Regions from separate parts of the Zea mays genome. Here region 1 is linked to region 2. The links are chromatin contacts, called in public Hi-C maps. All regions are on one chromosome and are shown on one strand. The core of a region is the stretch at or near the end of the contact, and the rest is flanking DNA. Distances in the headings are between cores, read along the strand shown. Region 1 holds the start of LOC103630544. Region 2 holds the start of LOC100273433.

Evidence for each region. Hi-C and Micro-C count contacts between places; a contact is called where the count stands out from the background.
Region 1: a Hi-C map of leaf shows a contact between it and region 2, with 9 times the contacts expected there. The contact joins the promoter of LOC103630544 here to the promoter of LOC100273433 in region 2. A contact is called at or near these places in 6 of 25 Hi-C or Micro-C datasets (bundle sheath, ear, leaf and 1 more) and 1 of 3 datasets of contacts at active chromatin or transcription factors (leaf).

The regions. Positions count from the first base shown.
Region 1 is chr6:167,432,014-167,434,894 of Zm-B73-REFERENCE-NAM-5.0, forward strand. It overlaps LOC103630544, which reads left to right and starts at 1,542. Exons shown (of 1, transcript XM_008651594.1): 1 at 1,542-2,633. The coding sequence starts at 1,801. The coding sequence ends at 2,241. LOC103630545 (transcription elongation factor SPT6 homolog) reads left to right here and starts at 734. Exons shown (of 17, transcript XM_020539606.2): 1 at 734-1,078; 2 at 1,309-1,359; 3 at 1,441-1,533; 4 at 2,640-2,766; 5 at 2,846-2,881. The coding sequence starts at 1,329.
Region 2 is chr6:167,211,886-167,214,585 of Zm-B73-REFERENCE-NAM-5.0, forward strand. It overlaps LOC100273433, which reads left to right and starts at 1,402. Exons shown (of 2, transcript NM_001147870.2): 1 at 1,402-2,700. The coding sequence starts at 1,612. The coding sequence ends at 2,685.

The sequences.
Region 1 (2,881 bases), core at 292-2,791, 220 kb after region 2:
ATTATTGCTTTGAGGCGTGTTACTGCTTGTGTGTGAACAAGGGGAGAGAGACTCCCTTTTATAGTGCACGACAGGCCCCTTTGGATCAGTCTCGGGGCGTGCCTGCATATGGTATGGCTCCTTATGACGGATTATGTACCGCCATACTCTTGGTAGACATTCTGTCTCGTCTGTCCAACTTACGAGTCCGTGTAGCTTGCTATACGTCTACGCGGCCGTACCTGATGGGTCCCGCAGAACGTGCTCACACGAAGGTTAAGGTTCGTGTTCAGTACAACTTCATCCTCTGTCAATGCCCTTGCGTCACCCTCCAGCATGTGCGAGTATGCACTAGACGTGTTGTCCTATCCTTTCTGGTACGTGGGTTGTTACTGTGGAGACTTTGTTGACGTGGTCCTCCTTGGCACTGTACACATGGCCCAAACATAGTTTGGTGATGATGTGTGCTGTCACGACCGTTGTGGGCCAACATCGGCCTGAATTCCTTCCTTGCGGGTCCGTTTGGTGTGATCTTCTTCGTACGCCCGCCTCGCAGGCTTGCTTGGTGGGGACTTGGTCGTTTGCCCCGCCTCACAGCCTTGCTCAACGGGGACTTGGTCGAACGTCTCGCCTCACAATCTTGTTCGACGGAGACTTGGTCATACACCTCGCTTTACAGGCTTCCTCGACAAATGGACTAGAAAGGGTTTTATGGGTCTCACTATAGGTACCCGTTCGTGGGTATCTGACAGATGCCGTCTGGACTAATCCTCTTTCCAAACGCACCGACGAGCGCCCTAATTTAAAGAGCGGTAATGTAGAGTGACCCATTTTGACAAAGTCCTATATAAGAGTTGGAAGATTTTTTTTCTGTAGCTTAAGAGTGCAGTAGATAGATATAAGTCGTTTAGTGGGCCGGAAACCTCACTGTGGCGGTGTGGCCCGCCTTTTGTTCTACATTCCAGTCCCCTCCGGCACACTGTGTTCTTCCGTTCCTCTCGCGTGGTTGTCTGGTGCCGACGACTGGGCCGCCGCCGCCTCCGTCCTACGCTCGGTGCTGAGGCCTTCGGGACTTCCGCCGGCGACGCGCACCCTCCGGGTACGCGTATCCCTTCTCTTCCGTTCCTGCTGTGCGAAACCGAGCACTCAAACCCTAGCTATCTGTATTCGGATCTGATGATCCAGTTACAATTGCAGGACACCTGTGTTACGCCTACAAACTTTTTTCGTTTTCTTTTTGCGAAAAAGATTGAGTTTACGCCCATGACCTTTACTGGATCTGATACTGTCTCGAACTTAATCCGATTCATCCTTCATTGGTTCGGTTAGGTTGAAATCCCTCGAGAACAATGGGGCGCACGGTTCTTTCAGATGAAGAAGGTATAATTTTCCGCTGATTTCTTTCGTGGTAATTTGTGTGCATTTGCTGATGGAAATTGGTGGTTTTGTTTGGAACCCTAGAAGATGAGTTCGAGGCTGACGAGGAGGATCCGCGGCCCTCGCGGAGGAACAGGGACGATATGGACGAGCGCGATGACGACGACGACGACGATGGTCAGATTTTTTCTCACAATTTCTTCATATTGTCTCTGGCTCACTCCGGTTGTGGGCTGGAGCCAATTGTATATTTGGGACTCTAAACATAGTGTTTCGCAATATTGCCATCCAAAATATTTACTTTGCAAAAAAGGGACTACAAATATGTTCTAATTGATTATACTACCATTTACTATATAATCTTCCTTTTATTACTTCTTTCCCTGTATTTTGTACCTAAGGAGACCAAATTATCTTGTGTGCGCGTTCTGTCTCCATGCCGCCATGGACGACCGGCCACCGTCTTGGCCACGGCCACCCTGTACCCCGTCCAGGCCCTCAGGCTCACCCCTGCTGCACTGTCCGTCGGGCTCCCATTCGAGCTCGGCCCTGCGCGCGCTGGCCAAGGCCGCGCCGACCGCCACGTTGGGCGAGATCGCACTAGGTGAGAGCGCGCTGGGCGATGTAATGCTGGACAGGGGCGCCTCGTCCATCATAAGCCCAGCCCAGGGACACGCCGGCCATGGAAGTTGTATCATCGTCCTGGTGTTTCATGAGTATTACGTGAACATTAAGAGTTGTTTGCATCCTGCAAGTTACAAATACCAGCTTCCTGGTTCCTGCGCAAACAAGCTGCAAATTGCAAATACTAGCTTCCTGGTGTTGCAATTGGCTTCCTGTTGGCCAGCTGTTGATCCTGTTGAGCGCGAGAGCGCAGACGAGTAGTAAGTTCAGTTAGTGCCTATAATTACATACGGGTAAAAATGGCTAATCAGGGACAAAATACATGAAATTAGATTAGAAAAGCAAGACAATACTTTAAATGGTAGTATAATCAAGTAGAAGATGTTTGTAGTCCCTTTTTTGCGACGTAAATCTTTTGGATGGCAATATTGCGAAGCGCTATGTTTAGAGTCCCAAATATACAATTATCTCTGTGGGCTGTGTAGTTTTCTCCCCACCAGGGAGCAGTTTTGCTTCCTTATTATTTGAATTATTCAGTTTTGTATGCTTTGCTATTGCAGTATTTTATTGTTTTATTTTCACTTTTTTTTGTTAGTGTCAAATTATGATCTCTCCTTGGGCTTGTGAAGTAACAATTGTAGAAGTATGGTTATATGCAGAGGACGGTCAGGATGAATTTGAGAAGGATGACTTCATAGTGGACGACGAGGAAGAAGAAGTGGAAGGAGAGGAAGAGGAACAGAAGAGTGATGACGAGAGGCGAAGAAAGAAAAAGAAAAAGAAGAGGTACCTCCATTTCTTCCTACTACGGATAAATGTCAATATATTGTGTACGCTATCCTGAAATGTATGAGATATTACACAGGGAATCAGACGACTTCATGCTCGATGAGGATGACTA
Region 2 (2,700 bases), core at 152-2,651:
CACATAGATATCATATCATTTATCGGTGTTGTATGTGGGGGCGAAGAGGGTACTACAAATGTAGGTTCATACGCCGATTCTTTCACTATTTATTTAAACAATGTAAAGGGGACCATAACCAAGAGATTGTTAGTGCAGTGTTTGACTTGATTCCCTTATGATCAACACAATATATTCCATCCATAAATATGTGCTCTTTTTAATTCTTATAAGCATGGATCGTAAACTCAGATTTAAATGATACTAGGAGAGACAGAGAAAAATCAGCGTGAGAAGTAAATGGAGGTTAAAAAAATAAAACATCGTGAGAAATAAAAGATGGTGCAAAGTTCATTCAACATAAGATACAAATACAAATATAGTATAGATATAGATAGCTAATATTTTATCCGTTCTAAAATATATAATTTATTTTAGACTAATCATATATTTATTAAGCAATTTATGGATATAGTTTTCATATATATATAATCATTTAAATAAATGTGGATGAAAAAATAGGCTAGAAAAAATATATTTTTTGGACGGAAGAAGTAGTTATTTTACTTGTTAATCCAGCAGCTACAGCTGCAGTACCCGTTTATAGCGAGCAGACCCATATATGACGCATGAAACAGTAGAAAACCTGGAGCGAAAGTTGGCACTCAACCTATTTCCGTCAGATGTTTTATGCTACCTGGATTGATTACGGAAAGAAGGGCATTTTGGACAGTCGCACGTGCAGGACACCATGACTTGCTGTCAGCTCTGGAAATCCTAAGAGCTAAGATGATCCACCGATCTACATCTGCAAATATTTATTTGCCATAGAAGGTGAAATATAATGTAAAATGCAAGCATGAATTAGGTATTTAAGTCTCTTAGGCCCATGTTTTAAAATCCTAAAGAAAATGGAAACATGGCGAATTCTTTTTGGAGAAATGTGTAAATGTTATCATTGCTAATTATTATGTTTACAAAATTGGCGAGGTAGATTTTGGCAGGAATAGTTTACTCAATGACTTAGATATTATAATTTTTTTATTTTTAAAATTATAAATTATTTTAGCTTTTCTAGATATATATTTTACTATATATACGATGTATATCTGAGTATACAAATATATATTTCTGAAAGAATATTTCTTAAAAAAGAGATACAGACAGATTTTCTATTTATATGGAGCAGTGGAGCCGCTGCCTACAGTAATCACGCGGTACGATGTCAAGCGATCCACCTTTAAATATTTCCATAAAACAAAGAAAAGACAAGTCAAAGGCCCACAATAAAACCTAACGTAAATCAAGCCCTAAATCGCTCTTTTCCTTGTTTAAAAAGCGAGAAGAAACTAATATTCCCTACCGAACATGCGAACACGCAACGATTCTCCACGTGGCCACCGCGCCCAGTCCACGCTCCCCCAACCAGCCCACCTAAACCCCCGACCCATCCCGACCTCTTCCTCAAATCCTCAGATCCGCCCCCTCCTCCACCCTTGCGCCGCGCTTTCACAGCTCTCCCGCCTCCGGATCCAGATCCGCCGCCACCAACGCCTGCTCCTCCCCCTCCCGCTGCACCACCACCATCAAGAGGTCCAGCAGGGCGGCAGCGGCAGCGGCGGCGGCGGCGACATGGGGCGTGACGGCGGTGGCGGTGTCGCCGGCGGCATGTCTGACTCGGTGCTCCGGAAGGTGCTCCTCTCCTACTTCTACGTGGCGGTGTGGATCTTCCTCTCCTTCTCCGTCATCGTCTACAACAAGTACATCCTCGACCCAAAGATGTACAACTGGCCCTTCCCCATCTCCCTCACCATGGTGCACATGGGTTTCTGCTCATCCCTCGCCGTCGCGCTCGTCCGCGTCCTCCGCGTCGTCGACCTCCCCACATCGCCCTCCATGACGCCGCAGTTCTACACCTCCTCCGTCGTCCCCATCGGCGCGCTCTACGCGATGTCGCTCTGGTTCTCCAACTCCGCCTATATCTACCTGTCCGTGTCATTCATCCAGATGCTCAAGGCGCTGATGCCCGTCGCCGTCTACTCCATCGGCGTCCTCTTCAAGAAGGAGACCTTCAGGTCCTCCTCCATGCTCAACATGCTCTCCATCTCATTCGGTGTTGCCATCGCCGCCTACGGCGAGGCGCGCTTCGACGTGCGCGGCGTCGCGCTGCAGCTCGCCGCCGTCGCCTTCGAGGCCACGCGGCTCGTGCTCATCCAGATCCTGCTCACGTCCAAGGGCATCTCGCTCAACCCTATCACCTCGCTCTACTATGTCGCGCCGTGCTGCTTCTGCTTCCTCCTCGTGCCCTGGGCCTTCGTCGAGCTGCCCAGGCTGCGCGCCGTCGGTACCTTCCAACCGGATTTTTTCGTCTTTGGGACGAACTCACTCTGCGCCTTTGCGCTCAACCTTGCCGTCTTCCTGCTGGTCGGCAAGACCTCGGCGCTGACCATGAACGTCGCGGGAGTAGTCAAGGACTGGCTGTTGATTGCCTTCTCGTGGTCTGTGATCCGTGACACCGTCACACCGATCAACCTGTTCGGGTACGGGATCGCGTTTTTAGGGGTGGGCTACTACAATCATGTCAAGCTGCAGGCGCTCAAGGCTAAGGAGGCACAGAAGAAAGCCACACAGGCTGATGAGGAGGCCGGGTCGCTCTTGCAGGAGCGCGATGGACACAGTGATCGCAAGAGCGACAATCAGGCCTAGAGGGCCAGATCTGAT